Regions from separate parts of the Mus musculus genome. Here regions 1, 2 and 3 are each linked to region 4. A link is a contact called in public Hi-C and HiChIP or PLAC-seq data. All regions are on one chromosome and are shown on one strand. The core of a region is the stretch at or near the end of the contact, and the rest is flanking DNA. Distances in the headings are between cores, read along the strand shown. Region 1 holds the start of Ptms (parathymosin). Region 2 holds the start of C1rl (complement component 1, r subcomponent-like). Region 3 holds the start of C1ra (complement component 1, r subcomponent A). Region 4 overlaps Lpcat3 (lysophosphatidylcholine acyltransferase 3).

The links. Hi-C and Micro-C count contacts between places; a contact is called where the count stands out from the background. HiChIP or PLAC-seq counts read pairs in DNA pulled down with a chosen protein or histone mark.
Region 1: a contact with region 4 is called in a FOXA1 HiChIP or PLAC-seq map of pancreatic cancer cells. The contact joins the promoter of Ptms here to the enhancer-like site in region 4. A contact is called at or near these places in 4 of 39 promoter capture datasets (the C10 cell line, cranial neural crest, hippocampal neurons and 1 more), 2 of 484 Hi-C or Micro-C datasets (the N1E-115 cell line and palatal mesenchyme), 2 of 115 datasets of contacts at active chromatin or transcription factors (embryonic stem cells and pancreatic cancer cells) and 3 of 9 other capture datasets (adipose tissue, liver and pancreatic islet).
Region 2: an HNF4G HiChIP or PLAC-seq map of pancreatic cancer cells shows a contact between it and region 4. The contact joins the promoter of C1rl here to the enhancer-like site in region 4. A contact is called at or near these places in 10 of 39 promoter capture datasets (the 3T3-L1 cell line, the C10 cell line, the HPC-7 cell line and 4 more), 1 of 15 datasets of contacts at CTCF or cohesin (embryonic stem cells), 12 of 484 Hi-C or Micro-C datasets (B cells, the G1E-ER4 cell line, beige adipocytes and 5 more), 7 of 115 datasets of contacts at active chromatin or transcription factors (the HPC-7 cell line, embryonic stem cells, microglia and 2 more) and 3 of 9 other capture datasets (adipose tissue, embryonic stem cells and liver).
Region 3: a Hi-C map of nephron progenitors shows a contact between it and region 4, with 1.8 times the contacts expected there. The contact joins the promoter of C1ra here to the enhancer-like site in region 4. A contact is called at or near these places in 3 of 39 promoter capture datasets (macrophages, neural stem cells and second pharyngeal arch cranial neural crest), 1 of 15 datasets of contacts at CTCF or cohesin (the NIH/3T3 cell line), 6 of 484 Hi-C or Micro-C datasets (Sertoli cells, embryonic stem cells, microglia and 2 more), 2 of 115 datasets of contacts at active chromatin or transcription factors (embryonic stem cells and microglia) and 3 of 9 other capture datasets (adipose tissue, embryonic stem cells and liver).

Annotation. Positions count from the first base shown.
Region 1 is chr6:124,914,935-124,919,256 of GRCm38.p6, forward strand. Ptms (parathymosin) reads right to left here and starts at 3,012. Exons shown (of 5, transcript NM_026988.2): 1 at 2,626-3,012; 2 at 1-55. The coding sequence starts at 2,670. A230083G16Rik (RIKEN cDNA A230083G16 gene) reads left to right here and starts at 1,929. Exons shown (of 2, transcript NR_152158.1): 1 at 1,929-2,248.
Region 2 is chr6:124,491,646-124,495,851 of GRCm38.p6, forward strand. It overlaps C1rl (complement component 1, r subcomponent-like), which reads left to right and starts at 1,468. Exons shown (of 6, transcript NM_181344.5): 1 at 1,468-1,585; 2 at 2,170-2,398. The coding sequence starts at 1,506. Gm44096 (a long non-coding RNA gene) reads right to left here and starts at 2,757. Exons shown (of 3, transcript XR_003956364.1): 1 at 2,588-2,757; 2 at 2,146-2,490; 3 at 508-885.
Region 3 is chr6:124,509,516-124,513,894 of GRCm38.p6, forward strand. C1ra (complement component 1, r subcomponent A) reads left to right here and starts at 3,106. Exons shown (of 11, transcript NM_023143.3): 1 at 3,106-3,285; 2 at 4,137-4,362. The coding sequence starts at 3,284. It overlaps C1rl (complement component 1, r subcomponent-like), which reads left to right. Exons shown (of 6, transcript NM_181344.5): 6 at 1-1,128.
Region 4 is chr6:124,691,831-124,696,696 of GRCm38.p6, forward strand. The region is part of intron 1 of Lpcat3 (lysophosphatidylcholine acyltransferase 3); the gene reads left to right. Among named protein-coding and RNA genes, the nearest start is that of Emg1, 18 kb to the right of the region's middle. Within about 2 kb of position 2,586, at least 141 of the 459 cell types and tissues checked have an H3K27ac peak or open chromatin away from gene starts, as enhancers often do. A contact at or near this core is called in adipose tissue, beige adipocytes, cerebral cortex and 6 more, where this site is marked.

The DNA of each region.
Region 1 (4,322 bases), core at 1,762-4,261, 220 kb after region 4:
TCCGTTCTTTCCGGCCGGCCTTCTCCTCCACCTTGTCCTTCTTTTCTTTCAGGTCCTGCAAGACAGAAGGTCACCTTTCTCTCAGCAAGGATGACAGACAGCCCTCGAGTGCTTCCAACTCTGCAGCTAGGTCAAAGGTAGTAAGTGAAGGTGGCCATAGTTTGAGACACAACTGGAGTCCTCCGGTCCTTAGATATGGGCCATAATTGGCTGATACTAGAGACTTCTGTCCCCTAGGGCCCCCAGGGATGTGGGCAAGTGATGATAAGTGGCCAGAGTCGCTGAGGCTCCCACCCCATCAAGTTCTTCCGAACCTCCCCTGGCTTAAGAGTTGAGCTCCACAAAGCAAATCCCCCATCTGCTGGCAGCCTGGCTGCCCCACCCCCTCACCCTCTCTGCTTGCCCCCGCTCTGCCTTTTGTCTACCTCAGGGGCCTTTGCCTAAGTACTCTCTCTCCTGGGCATCACTCCCAGCTTCTCCGTCAGCTTCTGGGGTCTTTGTTTCCCTGCTGTGTCTCCCTAATCCTCCTGTTCCTACCTGGCCTAACGGCACAGGGATGTGGCGATCACCCTAACGTGTTCCCACATCGGTTTCTATCCCCAATCTAACCAGTCTCGGCGTTCCCTGCGCGCTCCACCTTCCTGCCGCCAAGGAAGGAGGAAGCACAACAAACAAGTGTGCGCCGGGGCGGGCGGGCAGGTGGGAGTTACCTGCCCAGAGTCCCTCCCACCAGGCTGTCTGCCTTCACTCCAAAAGCCCAGCAGGTCCTATTCTATTCTGACAGTGGGTAAGCCCCTCTGGACACACCAGCCTTCCAACCCCATACAGATCCCATGTCTCCTTGGCAGGGGCCACCTTCTCCTCCGCTCTTATCTAACGTTAGTATGCAACTCTGTGTACACGATCCCAAGTGGGCCGGAGTTCTCCTAAGTAGATCACCCCAGAGGTACGTGTCCTTTCTAGAACAAGACTGAGGTAGAAGAGGTGCCAAAATGACTGGCCTGAGGACACTCCACTCCCTTCTCCCTTCAGGAAGAGCACAAAACACTTGGACCCTCTCACACCAGACATGGTTCCTCATTCTGATTTGTCGTTCCTTCTCTGTCACATGGTGGGTTTGGGCACTTGTATTACCAGGTGGGCTTTCTCATACACTCCCGGGCCAGGCAGGAACTAAGTCAGCTTAGCATGAGCCAGGCCCTGGCCTGAGTTTTCTACTGCGGTTGATGGAGGGGTGAGGGGAAGGGAGAGAGAATACCAGAGACCAAAGTCCACAGGGTTGGCCCCTCTCCTCCTGGGTCCTGTCCTGGTCACTGTCCTTCCATGATCTCTTGTCCAGGAGGGTATGTGACCTGCCCCCAGCTGCTAAGCAGCTCTCTGGCCTCTCCAGGGGCACAGAAGCTCACCCAGGCTAACACCAACTCACACATCTGCAGGGGAGCACCCACTCACTCTGTAGACACATGGCCCAATGTTTGGGCATTCTGGCACAGTCTCACAGGAGCACACTGTAGCCACTCACAAAGCAACAACATGCCTCCAGGACATCTCAGTCAGTCTCCGCATGCACACATGTAACTGACACGGGCGGTCCCACACACTCGCTGGATCTCAGACATACAAAGACGCCTACTCGGTGAAGTCACATGCCACCGCACAACCCACCGGAGGGCCACACAGGCACACCTTATCAGATCTCACATGTCCCCTCTTCCCACTGCCTTTCATCCTATCAGCTCCCTCCTTCCACTTGGACCTCGAGAACTATACTGCGCCCCCCCCCCCAAAAAAAAAAGACTGGGCTCCCAGCCCCCAAGCCTGGCCGCATTAATTTCCCTAAGCGGCACTCCGCAGTTTCCCTGGGGAAATTAGAGGAAGGCTGAAAGAGAGACAAGGGCAAAGGGATGAGGCCGGGAAAGGCAGCTGCTGAGAGCAAAGATAGCTTGACGTATGGTCAGGCGATGCTGAGCTCCAGCTTTTTCGAAGGCTCGTTTCTCCGTCTTTCTGATTTTTAGAAATTCAACATGAGGGGAGGCGATAATGGAAAAAAAATGGAAATCGGTAGTAGAGGAAGAACAAATGAAGATGGGCAAAAAATTTTTTTAAAAATTAAAAAGGGGGGGTGGAGAGGAGCAGCCCTTCAGGGACGAGGACAGACGGTCGGGCGGCAAGGGGAGGAGCCGAGGAGTAGCCTCCCGGGAGAGTCCTGTTTACACTTGAGGATCCCAAACCGCTTAGCAGAGGAAAGGTGAGGTCATAGTGGCAAGAGACCTGGGGGCTCGGCTCGGACATGGGGCCCGGGAAGCTAGAGGCGCCGCTCTCCGACGAGAAGGCGGACCGGGCAGAGGCGGGCGCGGCAGGCAGGGCACGAGAGGGGTGGGGATGGCGGGGCCGGGCGCAGGCCGGGCGGTGAGGCCCGAGCCACGGCGCGCTGGGCCGCTAGAGGGCGCCGGTGGTGCCGAGCGGGATAGGCAGCGCCGGGCTCCGAGCGGGGGGAGGGCGCAGCGGGGTCCGCGGGGACCGGGCGCCAGGGCCGCTCGGGGCCGTCGGGGGCGACCGGGCGCGAAGGACCGCGCCGATCCCGGGGCCGCCCGGGTGCCGCGCCGCCGCCGCCCCTGCCCGTACCTTGGCACTCAGCTCGGCCGCTGCCTCCACGCTCTTCTCCGACATGGTGCCGGGGCCGGGGCTGGCAGGGAGCCGGGGTCCCGGGGCCGAGGCGGAGGAGCCCTGGACGGCGGAGGGTGGCCGCGGCCGGAACTTGGCGCGGTGGCGGCGGCGGCAGCGGCAGCGACGGCCGCTCGGCAAGCTGGCTCGCTGCAAGAGGCGGCAGAGGCGCGCGGGGTGGGGCGGGGGTGGGTCCCGAGCAGAGACCCGCAGGGCTGCGGCCGTCCGGAGGGCGGGCGGGCGGGCAGGCGGGAGGACGATGCGGGCGGTGGCCGGCGCGCTCCGGTCGCGGTCGCTCGGTCTTGCTCGCCGCCCCCGCACCAGCAGAGCTGCCGCCGACCAGCCGCTGCCGCCCCCGGGAAGGGAACCCGCTTTTAAGGCGGCGCTGCCCGACGGGAGGGGCTTCCCAGGGGTGGGGCAGGCGAGAGCGGGGAGGAGAGGAGAGGGGAGGGGGATGAAAGAGGAGGTTGGAGAGGTGGGGATAGGAGGATGAAAGCGAAGGGCGGGAGAGCGAGCGGGACAGGAGGAAGGACGAGACCGGGCGGGGGAATGGAGAGACTGACGGTTCGGGAGCGAGCGGAGTGGGGCGAGGAGGTGGGAAGGGGTGGGGTTCCTGCGGGGAGACACCGCTCCAAATGCCAGCCTACTGCCTGCAAGCTGGAGTCTGGCTCCTGGGGGCGGACTGGCCAGACTCCTGCTGACCTCCTCCTTTTAGCCCTGGGATTTTGCTAAAGTGGGGGTGCAGGGAGTGGGGCTGTAGATGTAGAGGCTGGGCAGGTATTTGAGAAACCAAAAGCTGAAAGGAGAGGAAGAAGGCTGCAGAGCCACTTCCATTTCTCGCTCCTGTCCGCCTTCTCTAGGTGGCCTTGAGGAGGAAAGTGAGAGTACAAAGGACAGCCTGGGCCTCTCGGCTGGACTTGACATTTGTGGTCCTTGTCGGGTTCCTTCCAGTCTGTTTCGGGGGATGTGAGGGGCCCTCTGATGTTCTCGTCTGCCTCTTTATTCTTCTCTCCTCTTACCTGTCTCACCTCACTTAATTGCCTGGTTCTTGTGTTTCTCTTCACCTCTTCATTCATATAGACCGAGACCCCTCCCTTACAACCATCTACATCTCTTATGTCTCAATTTACTTTGCTCCAGATAACACTGTTTTCTTACCTGATTATCACCTGGCCCTATAAACTTAGCTAATTTTCAACTCTTTCCGATTGTCCTTGTACATTTTCCCTCTCGTAGCTCTTCTCTGTCTTCCCCCCAGTCTTTCTGAATTCAATTGTCCTTTGCACACACGGGCCCAGATACGGGGTTCCTTGTCCTCAGCGCCTCACCCCTAGGTTCAGAATCTTTAGATAATTTTTTGAGAACCCTAAGATTCAGAAAGAGACGGGCTGGCCTGTCAGTCTGAGGCCCGAACGGTGGATGAAGAAGAAGGCTGGGCTTTGGGAAAAGATTGTCTTTGGGGTGTGTGTGTGTGTGTGTGTGTGTGTGTGTGTGTGTGTGTGTGTGTGATCTGTCATTATTACCCCTCACCTTTTCCTAATCATTTTTATTTCCTTAATAAAAAACATCACCTTTAGCCAGATGACCTATTCAGCACTTGGGAAGCTGAGGCAGGAGGATTGCCATTAGTTTGAGGGCATCCTGAGCAATACATCTTG
Region 2 (4,206 bases), core at 218-2,717, 200 kb before region 4:
TGCACGTGTTCCCTAACACACTCACCTCGTCATGTGTTCCCTAACCCTCCCACACTCACCTCTGCCTATGCTCCCTAACCTCCCCATGCTCACCTCTGCAGTGCTCCCTAACCCTCTCACACTCACCTCTGCAGTGCTCCCTAACCACCCCCATGCTCACCTCTGCATCCTTAACCTCCCCATGCTCACCTCTGCAGTGCTCCCTAACCCTCCCACACTCACCTCTGCCTGTGCTCCCTAACCACCCCCATGCTCACCTCTGCATCCTTAACCCTCCCACGCTCACCAAGCCACGGGTGTGTGTCTTCCCTTGGCAGGGGGTGCAGGGAAAAATCCTCTCACTCACGCTGTGACTCCTGATATGATTAACCTTACAGCTTGGGTTGACAGCTGAGGTGAGTCCCGAGGGATTCAGAGATTCCTGGGGATGGACCACAGCCTGCTATATGAGGAGCCTCCAGATGTTGTGGTAGGGACTCAAAATGACAAAATGCATGAACTCACCCCTTCTTTTTTTAAAAAAAGATTTATTATTTATTTTATGTATATGAGTGCACAGATGGTTGTGAGCCATCATGAGGTCGATGGGAATTGAACTCAAGACCTCTGCTCGCTCCGGCCCAAAAATGTATTTACTATTATATGTAAGTACACTGTAGCTGTCTTTAGACACACCAGAAGAGGGCGTCAGATTTCATTAAGGATGGTTGTGAGCCACCATCTGGTTGCTGGGATTTGAACTCAGGACCTCCGGAAGAGCAGTCAGTGCTCTTAACCGCTGAGCCATCTCTCCAGCCCGAACTCACTGGTTCTTGACCAAGAAGGAGAGGAAAGAAAGACTCGGGGGTTCTTGAGTCACACACTTCAAGTTCTCCAAGAGGCAGACTGCTGGGGTAAATGAGGGGGGAGGAGAGATTAGTTCATTAAAGGCAGCAGTAGAGTCATAAGAAGTGTCACACAAGCCACGATACAAACATATAGTTAATAATATTCCAGAAGAACTGGGTATGCAAGTCCTTGTGATCCCAGCCCTCTGGAGGCTAAGGCGGCAGGATTGGCATGATTTGGAGCCCAGTCTAGTCTGCAGAGTGAGTTCTAGGACAGCCTGGGCTACAAAGTGAGACCCTGTTTCAAAAATACAACCAAGATCTAGGTGTGGTGTAATTCTAATGCTAGAGAGGAGGCAGAGCCTCCACTAATAGCAAGCTGGAGGCCCAGTCCAGGTTTTGCAAGACTATCTCAGCTCCCATCCCCCTAAAAAAAAGCAAAGAGCCAAAGGTCATGTGTACATATGTGTACATGTGCACATACTCTGCTCTCTCACGTGTTTTAAAGGTCTTTCCTTTCAATTATGGTGAGAGCTATTCCTGAGTCTGTCAGCAGGTGGCAGACCTGCACCCAGAGTCTCAACTCATTTCCAGTAACTTCTGCCTTCTCCCTAAAGGGCCTCCTCTAGCCCCACCTCCTACTCCCTGGCCTGAGCCAAGCACTCTAGCCAGTTCCAGATGTCAGGGTTCAGAGGCCTGGTCCCAGAGCTGGAGAACAGCCTATGGAGTTCTCCCACCACAAGCTGCATGAGCAAGATGTGAGTTTGCACCATAGAGGGCCCTGGAGAAAGAAAGGGGCTGGGAGAAAGGAAGGGAGGAAGGCAGGACATGGGGTTACATAAGTATACACACACACACACACACACACACACACACACACACACACACACACACACACACACACGGCCGGGTGGGGGGGCAGGGAGGGGCGGAGGGTAGACAGATGACCCAGAGGGAACTAACTGAATTTGCCTGTTCAGTGCTCTGAGCCAGGAATTATTTAAATGACCCTAACTTGTACTCCAGGAGGGGGTTAGGAAAGGCTGAGGCAGGAAGCCATCTGGGTTAGACTCACAAAGGAAAAGGAGCCATAATAATGTCTTCATAGGATAGAAACCCCGCAGTCTTGGAGATCGGGCTACAGAGGAATCCAGATAGGAACCTACACAGACTCGGTTCAGGAAAGTGGTATCCAGAAGTGCCCAACACTCTGGGGCCACGGACACAACTGCTAGTCCCTAAGCCTCCGGAGCCTTTATCATCTCTGGCCACAACAGAACATACACACACAGCCTCTGGTAGAGCTGTATAACCTCACCTTGTCTTCCCTGCTCACTCACAGGTGCTGGTGGCTCCTTTGGGGAATCCTCCATACTTGCCCCACACAGGCCTCTGTGCTTTTGGCCCAGCAGTCACCACAGCAACTGACATCCCCTGGATACCCAGAGCCATATCTCAAAGGCCAGGAGAGCCACACTGACATCGAGGCTCCAGAGGGGTTTGCTGTGAGGCTGACCTTCCAGGACTTTGATCTGGAGCCATCCCCAGACTGTGAAGGCGACTCTGTCACAGTGAGCTGGACAAGGGGGTGGAGAGCTGCAGGGGCTCTGGGGAGGGAGCCTCCCATGGGCAGTGGGTGATAGCTCTGCTCTGAACCACCCATCTAGAGAAGAGATAAGGTGTCCAAGTCAGAGGATCTAGGGCCTAGCTACAGCCTGATCACTCAGTATACAGCCTCCCACCCGTCCCTGGCAACTCACCAAGGGTTCCACCAAGGCATCCGCAGGGACCCACCAAGCTCTGAGAGAAGGCGGCTGCGGGGCAGAGCCTGAGTTTTGAGAGCTTACAAAGAGACACATAAATATTGTTGCTCTACAATCTTGTCAAAGGCCCGGGATCTCACCCTCCCTAGCTAGACCTTGTTGAGTGCTTTCTCTACTGAGTTAGGAAACTGGATGTAATTAATGACAAATGTTCACCCTCAGAAGAACAAGTGAAGACCGATCAAGTTCACCTGGGATGAGAGGCCACAAAATCACAGCAAGGGCATTATTCAAAATAAGAGTTCTTTTAAATCATAGTATGTTATCTTTTGAGTTAAATTTTATTTATATCAAAGTAAGATATGCATATAATTTTTAAAAATCAGAATCTTAGCCAGATGTGGTCAGTGAGACATGTTATCCCAAAACTTAAAAGGTTAAGTCAGGAAGAGCCAGCCTGAACTATACAAAACAAGTTCACAGCCAGCTTGAGCTACATTGTCTCAACAAAAAGTAAGTTACCCAGGCTACCTTTGAACTCACAGTTCTCCTGCCTCAACCTTCTGAGTGCTTAGGTTATAAATCTTATTTAAAGACTTTTTTAAAAAATTCTAAAGGGCTAGGAATACAGCTCATTAGTAAAATATGTGCCAAGACCCTAGATCCAATTCCTTTTATGGAGGAAGGTGGGGAAGGAAGAGGAATTAAAAAAAAAAAAAAAAACCCCAGCCAGGCAGTGGTGGCACACACCTTTAATTCCAGCACTTGGGAGGCAGAGGCAGGCAGATTTCTGAGTTCAAGGCAGAAACTACAGAGTGAGTTCCAGGACAGCCAGGGCAAAACCAAAAAACCAAACCAAAACAAAACAAAGCAAAAAACAAACAAACAACATCAACAAAGAGTCCTCCAGAGATTGTAATGAAAAACAATAGCTCAACCTACCCCAAGGGCAATCATTTACAGAGTAGCTATCTGCAATGGTATTTACCTCCATATGTACAAATGATATGCTTATTCTACTATGCAGTTTTTAATATTTGTCTAATTTTCCTTTAAACTTCCAGCATAGAGGGTTGGTGCTGGCTCCAGCTGTGAGACCTTCACAACCCACAGTTCCCCTCACTCATTCTCCCATTAGCAATTCTTTTACAAACCAATATTTATTATTGACAGTTAGGACTTGGAAGCATTCATGTCTGAGCACATGATATAGGTTAATTACATTTACTTTCTTTAGCTTGTTGGCTTGCCAGTCATTCTCCAGTAATGACTCCTTAGAAAGGATATGTTAAATTCTAGGCAGCCTAGGTGGATTAGTTGGTCACTCATTGCCAGTGGACAGTTTATCTGGGTATAATAATCCAGTTTTGAAATCATTTGCTTCCAGAATGTTGATGACATTGTCTTCTATCTCTAGTGTTGTTTAAAAGTCTGATGCTACTAGCATTTTCATTCTTCTGTTTTCCTACCTAGGGCTTTGTAAATATTTTCCTTATTCCAGTGTTCTGAACTTTCACAGATGGCGTTTTACTCATTGTGTGTGGTCTTTAAATTAAGATACTTTTAACCTAGTCCTTTAATTCTGGGAATGTGTGTGTTTTTACATGTGCTGGCAA
Region 3 (4,379 bases), core at 1,856-4,355, 180 kb before region 4:
AATGTCTTTTTGTTTGTTCAAGGCAGGATTTCACTCTGTAGCCAGGCTGGCCTTGAACTCACGGCAATGCTCCCGCTTCAGCCTCCCAAACACTGGGATTACAAGCGTGTACACCTGCATCATCACCATGTGTGTCTTTTTTTAATTCCCCGACCTCAGCTATGGACGGTTTCTTCTGTATTTACTCATGGTCTCTTGTGTTTCTGAAATATTCTGAAAACCCTTACAATGAGCTTCAAATATGCCTCCTGTCCCAGCTTCTCCAGACAATCGTGGCAATACTCGATTCCATTTTACATCTACTGTAAGCCAGGAGCATCGCCTGTTGTCTCATCCAGTCCTCCCTCCCTGTTGGCAGAGGGTGTGTTTTCTGTCATTCATGCCTCACAAAGAGGAAACGGAAGCTCCCACAGATCCCGTGGCTTGTGGAAGTTCCAAAGCTGGTTCTCCACTGAGGCTTCATTCATCCCAGCATGTTTGCCCAGCATGCTCTGTCTCCGGGATTCCTCCCAGTTGCCCCGCAGACCTGCCTGAGCACCCATTTCACCTTCCGGGCTCCACCACTGTACAGACTCCATCCCTGGGAAGGCCTGTTTCTATGAAGATTGTACCACCAGCTCTCACTTTCCTGCTGGCCCTCATCACCCAGGGCATTGCGAGCCTGAGAAGATGAACTCTTTAATTTGTAGGGAAGATTTGGAGTGATTTATACTAAAAGACAAAATAAAACACACGAGTTCAGTGATAATAGAAAATGAATACCATAAAAGAGAGGGGAGAAAAGGAAGGGGGTTAGTGTTGAGATGAACGTGCTCTAAAGTCAAAGGTTAAATTTATCTTTGAAATAACAGCAGCATCCAAGCTAAGCCATAATACACACTAAAATCCCAGCCACGCGGGAGGCTGAGGCAGAAGGATCATAAGTTCAAGGCCAGCTTTGATCTCATTTCAAAGTTAACAAAAAATTAAAACATAGTAGTGGTGCCTTATGCCTTTAGTCCTAGCACTGCGGGAAGTTCAAGGCCAGCCTGGTCTACAAAGTCAGTTCCAGGATAGCCAGGGCTACACAGGGAAACCCTGTCTTAAAAACCAATAAATAAACAAATAAATTAATAAATAGTTGGCAGGATATAAATATGGTTGATTCTACTTTTTAAACCCTATGCACAATTCAAAAGACTATTAAAAGTAGTCTAGGGGTTTGGAGAGATGACTCAGAGGTCCCTGGAATGGAAACACACACACACACACACACACACACACACACACACACACACACACACACAAATAGCTCACATGTGTCTATAACTCCAGGTCTGGAGTTTCCAACAACCTCTCTGGCCTCCACAGACACTGCGTGCACAGGTGCACATGCATCCACCCAGGCAAAACACTTATGAACATAAAGTACAAATAAGTAAATTATTTTTAAAAATAGGTTAAAAGTAACAGTATTCCAAGAATACTAAGCAGAAGTTATTTTGGGTGGAGCGATTTTGACTGATTATTTTCTCTTATTTTCTACTGACTAAATTTTAAGTAGTAAGCATATGTCATTCTTATTGAACTTTTTATTTTGATAAAAATTATATATTTTCTTACAGACAAAGCAAAAGACATATATTTGTCTATATCTATGTAATATTTTTATCTCTAGATGCAGATCTAAACTTTATTTGTATGTTTAAACAAAATGGAAATGGGGCAGGACCTGAGGTGGTAAGGTCCAGGTTTGGCATATTTTTTTGGTCAAGTCACATGACATCAGAACAGAACTCAGAATCCCTAGAAGCAATGTAGATGAGATTTTTCAATTGACTTGCTTTCTTGGACCACACCCTTCCATCTGATCCTTCTGCCACAGTTATGAACAAGCCATGCACATACACACACACACACACACACACACACACACACACACACACACCTACTTCTTAGGATACCAACATGCAATTCACTAGGCAAGATTTCCTCTTCCTTCTGTCTTCTGATCTAGTCCATTTCCTATCCCTCATCATTGGTCTTTCCCGACCTTATCTTACCCTGATAAAATCTTGGAAGCCCTCCCCACCCCTCCCTCTCTCCTAGCCACTACCTTCATTCAGGCTTCTGCCCCAGTGCTGGGAAAATCTTCCAAACCTCCGTGCGTTTCACATCTTGTGTGTGCCTGCTCTCCGGCCTCATGCCAAGGTCACTGTCAAGGGGAGACTGCCTCCATCGTTGTGGATCCTTTAAGTTCACAGGCTGACCCCTAATACGAATTATCCCATACGTGGACAAGTCGGGAGAGAAGAGCGAGTAGGGGAGGAACATTTTCTCTAATCAGGAACACCTTACAGGAACTGGCATGCCTGCTCTGTAGTCCAAGCCTCCACAAAACAAAGTGCCATAAATTTTTTGGTGGAGACAGGAACAAATTTTTTAAACAGGACACCATGTCCTTGTGGACAGCACAGCTGTCCCGGGTACCTGGTTTCCCTTCTAAGAAGAAAGAGTCACTCTCCCTCTGCGGCCACACCCTTTGCTTGAAGCGCTAAGTAGTTGTATCCCTGAAGACTCGAGCTGACCATATGTCCAGGAAAAGATGTTTCTTCCACTCTGCAGCTGCCCTATCTTCAACAAGATCTAAGTTCACTGGGAAGCCAGAGTTCAAGGATGGAGGCGGGAGCTCAAAGCATAGCCTTGCTTTAGTGTCCTGTGATCTTGCAACTCCATCACACTCATATCCACACCTGTACACCTCGGTGCCCTCCTCAACCCAGTTCTTCTTCACCTCACCCTGTGCATTGAAACCCCAGCTCCTTGGCTTCCAGGTGAATAAGAATTGCAAAAAAGGGGCCAATAGGAAAGCAGAGCCTTTAAGTGCCTCCACAATCTACGATGCCTGTGGCGAGGATCCTGGAATAAAGGGCAACTAGCAGCCCCAGGAAAGTCTCCCAGAAAATGTTAATCCGATTTAGAGACCCCAGAGTCTGGCCCTCCAAACCAAATGTTTCCAGGTCCCTAAAACTTCAGATCCCATCGCCTCAGCCATTCCCCAAATGGACCACCAGATGGCACCAGCAAGCAACGAGGATTTCAAAACCAAAACTAAACTGGGAACTCAGATTTTTTTTGCTGTTTATGCAAATGCTTCATTCCCTGAAACATTCCTCCGGGAATGGTCACCCCCTCCACTGCCACAATCCTTCCCTCCCCTGTATGCCTACTCCCTCCTTCAACTTACAGTGCCTGAAGACTCTGTCAGGAGAGCTGAGGACCCAAAACAAACTGGCCTTGAGACATGTGAGTAAGACTGATGGGTATCAAGGGAGGAAAGAGGAGTTGGGCATAGGAAGCAAACATGCGCCCATATTACTTTAAAGAAAAAAAAAAAAGAATACGGAAAGAAAATGGAAGGGGAATAAGAAGAGGAATACAATATCCTTCTTCCCATACTGCCAGCTCCAGAGCACATACTTCTCAGGGTCACTCCTCAGCCCTCCTCCCAGGGTCCAGACCCTTAGACATGAGCTGAGCTAGCCTCTCCTTTCTTGACTCTGGGTTCATAGCAGGGTAACAGTGAGGGGAGGGAACTCTCTGAGAGAGGAGAGAACCCCCCCACGTGTATTTCTCAGACCCCACATGTGTTTCTCTCTCCCCCCCCACACACGTGTGTTTCTCAGACCCCACGTGTGTTTCTCTCCCCCCCCCACACACACACGTGTGTTTCTCAGACCCCACCTGTGTTTCTCAGACATGATGAAGGGTTTCTCCCAGGGGTCTTTGCTGAAGCCTTGGGAAACTTTGCAGAGCCATCACTGGAAAACTTCACCCTCAGATAGCTTCTACTCCAGGAAGAAAAGGAGGCAAAAGAGAAGGGCAGAGAAGGCAGTTCAGAGGCTGGGGGTGGGGAGTGTGATAGAGTCCAGTGACCCCTGGACTGGGCACTGACCTACGAGAAACTCAGCTGCAGCAGATGCAGAGGCTGCTGATGCCCCCAATCACAGAACCACTATGAAGTCTACAATGGGCATGGGGGAAGAACCAGGCAGTTTAGTCATCCTATTCCTGCCTAAGGCAGTTCAAATAGCAAGGGTGCTACACAACACCCTTGATCCTCCAGCCCCACAAACACTCGCCTCTCTCTTTGACAGGTGGCTCTTTGCCCTCCTGGTGACCCTGTTCTATGGGGTGGAAGGCTCCATTTACCTCCCTCAGAAGCTCTATGGAGAGGTGACCTCCCCTCTGTATCCCAAGCCTTACCCCAGTGACTTGGAGACAACCACTGTGATCACTGTCCCCATGGGGTACAGGGTGAAGCTGGTCTTCTGGCAGTTTGACGTGGAGCCTTCTGAAGGCTGCTTCTATGACTATGTTAAGGTAGGCGTCAGAGTGGG
Region 4 (4,866 bases), core at 1,336-3,835:
GTCATATCTCACTACAGATGGCTGTGAGCCACCATGTGGTTGCTGGGATTTGAACTCAGGACCTTCGGAAGAGCAGTCAGTGCTCTTAACCGCTGAGCCATCTCTCCAGCCTGAGGCTTCATTATTTATGAATGAATGCCTAGGCCTTAAGCTAGGCTTGCTCCCCAACTAGCTCATAATTCAGTTAACCTGTTTATATGATAGCCACATGGCTAGTTAACTTTCCTCAGTTTCATACTTCCAGCTTCCTCCAAGTCAGGATGGCGAATTCTCCTGCACCTGACTGCTTCCCAGAGTGCGCACCTGCCCCCCCCCCCATGTCCCACCTTCTAATCCCGGCTCAGCTTATTGGCCATCAGTTTTTTTACTGACAGGTGATGCTTTTACACAGTGCACACAAGATTATCCCTACACCTAGCAGGCAGGAAGAAGCCCTAAGTCCAACCCCACATTCTACAAATAAACAGTGCTGAAGTAAGGAATTAGGGTGATGGCTAGAAGCCATCAGTATCCCTGAGATCTGCATGGTTTGGGGAGCTTTTGTTCTGTCGCTGCTGCTGTTTTTGGAGACAGGATCTCTCTGTGTAGCTCTTGCTGGCCTGGCTACAAGTACTCACAGCAATTTACCTGCTTCTGCCTCTCAAGTGCTGGGATTAAGGATGTGGGCCACCACGCTCAGCTGTCTCAGAGGTTTTGAAGCAGGGTTTTTGTGATGTAGTGTCGCTGAGGTATGTGGCTGCAAGCAGTTACCAGTAGGAGGCCATTGCCACCACTTATGGGTGAGATATAGGGACGTAACTGAAAATTATAGCACGTATGCCCTCCCACACACACACACACACAGCGAAAGGAAGGAAGGAAGGAAGGAAGGAAGGAAGGAAGGAAGGAAGGAAGGAAGGAAGGAAGGAAGGGGGAGGAAGGAAGGAAGGAAGGGGGGGAGGAATGGCCTGGAGATATGACTCAGCAGTTAAGAGCATTTGTTGCTCTTTCAGAGGACAGAATTTGATTCCCAGCACCACATGGCAGCTTTATAACTGTCTGTAACTCCAGTATCAGGGATGGGACATTCCTCTTCCGGCCTCCATGAGTATGAAGCACATACATGTGCACATTCATACATGTGGACAAAACACTGTATAAGATAAATCATCTTTAAAAAGCATAATTATCATAATTGTAATTAACAAAGAAGGCAAGAGAAGGCTGATTTAGGTAGAAAATCAGCTTTAGTTATACAGCATTTGAGAGAGTACAAAATGTCATACTAAAAATATCCAGGGAGGACCCAGGGGACACAGGACTAACCTAGGGAAAGTTAGTGCTGGCGTAGTTTGGCATAAAGATCATATTAAGTTGTGTGAGCATCACGGAGTTTTCACAGAGGCAATACAGCAAAATTAGAGAAACAAGCTTGAAACTTTTAGGAGCCAGAAAAAGAGTCTTCAGTGGGAGTGTGGGGAAGTTCAGCACTTGCCTAGCATGTGAGGCCCTAGTTCAGTCCCCGACATGGGTGGGCGGGAGGTAGGGTGTGCTGTAGAATTGATATCAACAGCTGGTTCAGCACATAGCACTTGGAATTCCTCCTTCTTCCTCACATTGGACAAGCATAGCTTACTCTCTGACCCAGGTCCTTCGGTCTGCTGCCTGACCAAGTGGGGCCATATCGTATTCCTGCAGAGTTCGTAAATGGCTAACGGGATGAAAGGCTAAGGGGATGTATCATATTTTAATGAAAACAGTTCACTTCTGTTTTCTTCAAGTGAAGCAGCACGCCCCTCAACTTCAAGATTAATGAGTAATTGTACAAGTGTACAGGAAATAAGGAGCTAACACTAACACAGGCAGTGTGACGTCCCCGGTCCCAAACACAACTCAGTGAGAAGCACAGAGACCCCAGGGAATAGTCTCACTGTGCTGTTAACCCGCTGAACCTGGAGTCCCTGCCCCTAGCTGCAGCCCGTCAGTACACAGCACATCCTGGACTTTGCTCTCCTTAGAACGAGCCCTGTTCTAACAGGATCCTTGACCTAGGGCCCCGATGCTTCACCAGCGATAACCTCCTTCAGCAATCAGAAAGGAGGAAGACTGAGTTCTACCACAGGTTCTCAGATCCTCTGACCACCGATATTAAAACCTGTTTGGTGAGATTAAACAAAAGCCAGTGGCCTGTCAAGCTCAGGATTCCATTCCCAGGGCCATTGTTAGGGTTTTAGTGGTACTGAGGCCTACTGCTCGTAGACTTGTGTGCAGCTCATTTTTAAAGTACATGGCCTTCCGGTTAGACTCTGGTGTGCAAGCAGGTGCACGTGTCACGGTGCTTGGTGTTCTTGACGATTCGTAGGTGATGGTTGCCACTCTTATCAAGCACCAGTTCCCACAAAGAAAGAATTAAGACTTGGAAATAGCTTGTAGGGCACCACTCTCCCTAAAAACAGCTTCTCCCTGAAGGGGTGACCTAGCTGCCAGGCTGCCAAGCCTGCTGAGCTGGGCAGCTGCCAAGAGCAAGGTTCAGTGTTTACATACCCACCATGGGCCGGGGTTGTCACAGCAACTCACCCAGCACAGTTTGTCCCCTCCTTCCCTTGGCAACTTCCGAGCAAGCTTTGCCCTCACCTCTTGTGGTCTCGGTGTTCTGGGTAACCCCGCTTTCTCTGTTCTTTTGATTTTCCTGCCTGTACTTCAGCTTCTCACATACTCCCCAGTCTGCGCTATACTGACCTGAGTGGGACCATGCAACCTGCACTCCTCCCAACTTCCCAAGCCAGGTCCCCTGCAGCAGCCAGAACCAAAGCTAGCTGGCCTGTACAGCGTCTGCAGGAGCACGCCCGAGACCCTGGCTCCTGCCATGTCTGCTTTCTTGGTCTTATAAAATTATGCTTTCTAAATTCCCTGGTAAGTTAGAAATCGGGGAAGGATCTAGGCTTGGCTGGCCTGTTGAAAGCTCAAGACGTGACCCTTGACCCCAAAATAGCAAGGGAAAAGACAGGAAAAACGTAAGCCGTGAACACAAGAACTCAGAATTCAGGGCAGTGTAGGTCCTGCAGAGTTGAGGCAGCTTCCCACACCCCAAAGGGCAGGAAGACAGCGTGGCTCTCCTGAAATAGCAAGGTCCAGTATTATCGAGAAATGTTAAATTAGGGCTGGGAGAGTACAAACCCTGGGTGTGGCCCAGGCGTGGGAGGTGGGAGCGGGGTTAGGGATTAAAGGCCAGCCTCAGCTATAAAGCTAATTCAGGCAATCTGGCATACACTAGACCCCATCCTTAAAAAAGAAAATTTTAAATTCTCTTCAACTGAAGAGGACAGAGAAATGCATTGTGTTCTTTACTTTTGGTACATCTCACATGCTTAAAGGTTTTAGTACTCAAAAAGATTAATTCTATCTATCCAGAATTTTTTTTAAAGATTTATTTATTTATTATATGTAAGTATACTGTAGCTGTCTTCAGACACACCAGAAGAGGGCATCAGATCTCATTATAGATGGTTGTGAGCCACCATGTGTTTGCTGGGATTTGAACTCCGGACCTTTGGAGGAGCAGTCCTGTACTCTTACCCACTGAGCCATCTCACCAGCCCCTATCCAGAATTTGTGAGCTCTCCCAGACAATTAGAATCTTCTGCCTCAGCCTCCTACCTGAATTCAATCCCCAGGACCTGTATAATGGTGGAAGAGAGCAAACTCCAAAGTTGCTATTTGATTCCAAACACTGGCTGTACACACGTGTGCATACACACACACACACACACACACACACACACTTATATACAATAATATATTTTTTTAGAGTAAAAAGTTTGAGGTTTTGTTTGTTTGGTTTTGAGGTGCGTTTTCATGCAGCAGACTGGCCTCTCACTTGCTATAAAGCCAGAAATGTCCTTGAATTCCTGATCCTCCTCCTCTCCATCCCAAGGCTGGGATTTCAGGTCTGTGACCACCACGTCTGGTTTATGTAGTCCTGGGGAATCAAAGCAAGAAAGTGAGTTCCAGGCCAGCCTAGGCTATATAAAAACAATTACAAGGAACCAAGCATGGTGGCGCATGCCTTCAATCCCAGCACTCAGGAGGCAGAGGCAGGAGGATCTCTGTGAGTTTGAGGCCAGTGTGGTCTACATGGTAAGTTCCAGAACAGCAGAGCTACATAGAGAGACCTCGGGTCAAAACAAATAAACAAAAACGGGAACTCTGCGTTTCCGTGTAACACAGAACTGGTGACGAAGACACTCTGGGGTAAGGCGAACAAGTAGAAGGCCTATCTAGGCTGTAGAGAGTTCAGGGTCAGCTTGGGCAGCTTCTTAACACCCTACCTCAAAACAATGAACTGTGCAGAGAGGCCTGGAGCTATAACACAGTGGTAGACAACTCTTCCAGCGTGTATGAGGCTCCGGGTTCAGTCCCTTACACTGTAAGTAACGACATAATTGAGCATTTTGTTTTATGGATTGACAGTTTTTAAGCCACTGGGCGATAGTGGCGCACACCTTTGATCCCAAAACTGGGGAGGCAAGGGCAGGCAGATCTCTGTGAGTTTCAGGCCACCCTGGTCTACAGAGTGAGTTCTAGGGCTAGAAACCCTGTCTTGGGGAAAATAAATAAATAAATAAAAGTAAAAATAAAAGAAATTGCAATTACCACACACTCAAAACTATATTGCCAATGGTAAAACTAAGAATATTTTTATTTTAACTACTTTATTACATTGACTTATTTGCATGTGTGCACAAACACACACACTCATGTGCTAGTCAGAGGCCAACTGGCAGGAGTTGGCTCGCTCTTCCCACTGTGTAGTCCCCAGGGATCTGGCTTGGTGATAAGCACTCTTACCGGCTCAGCCATCACCCTGACCTTACATTTTATATTCTA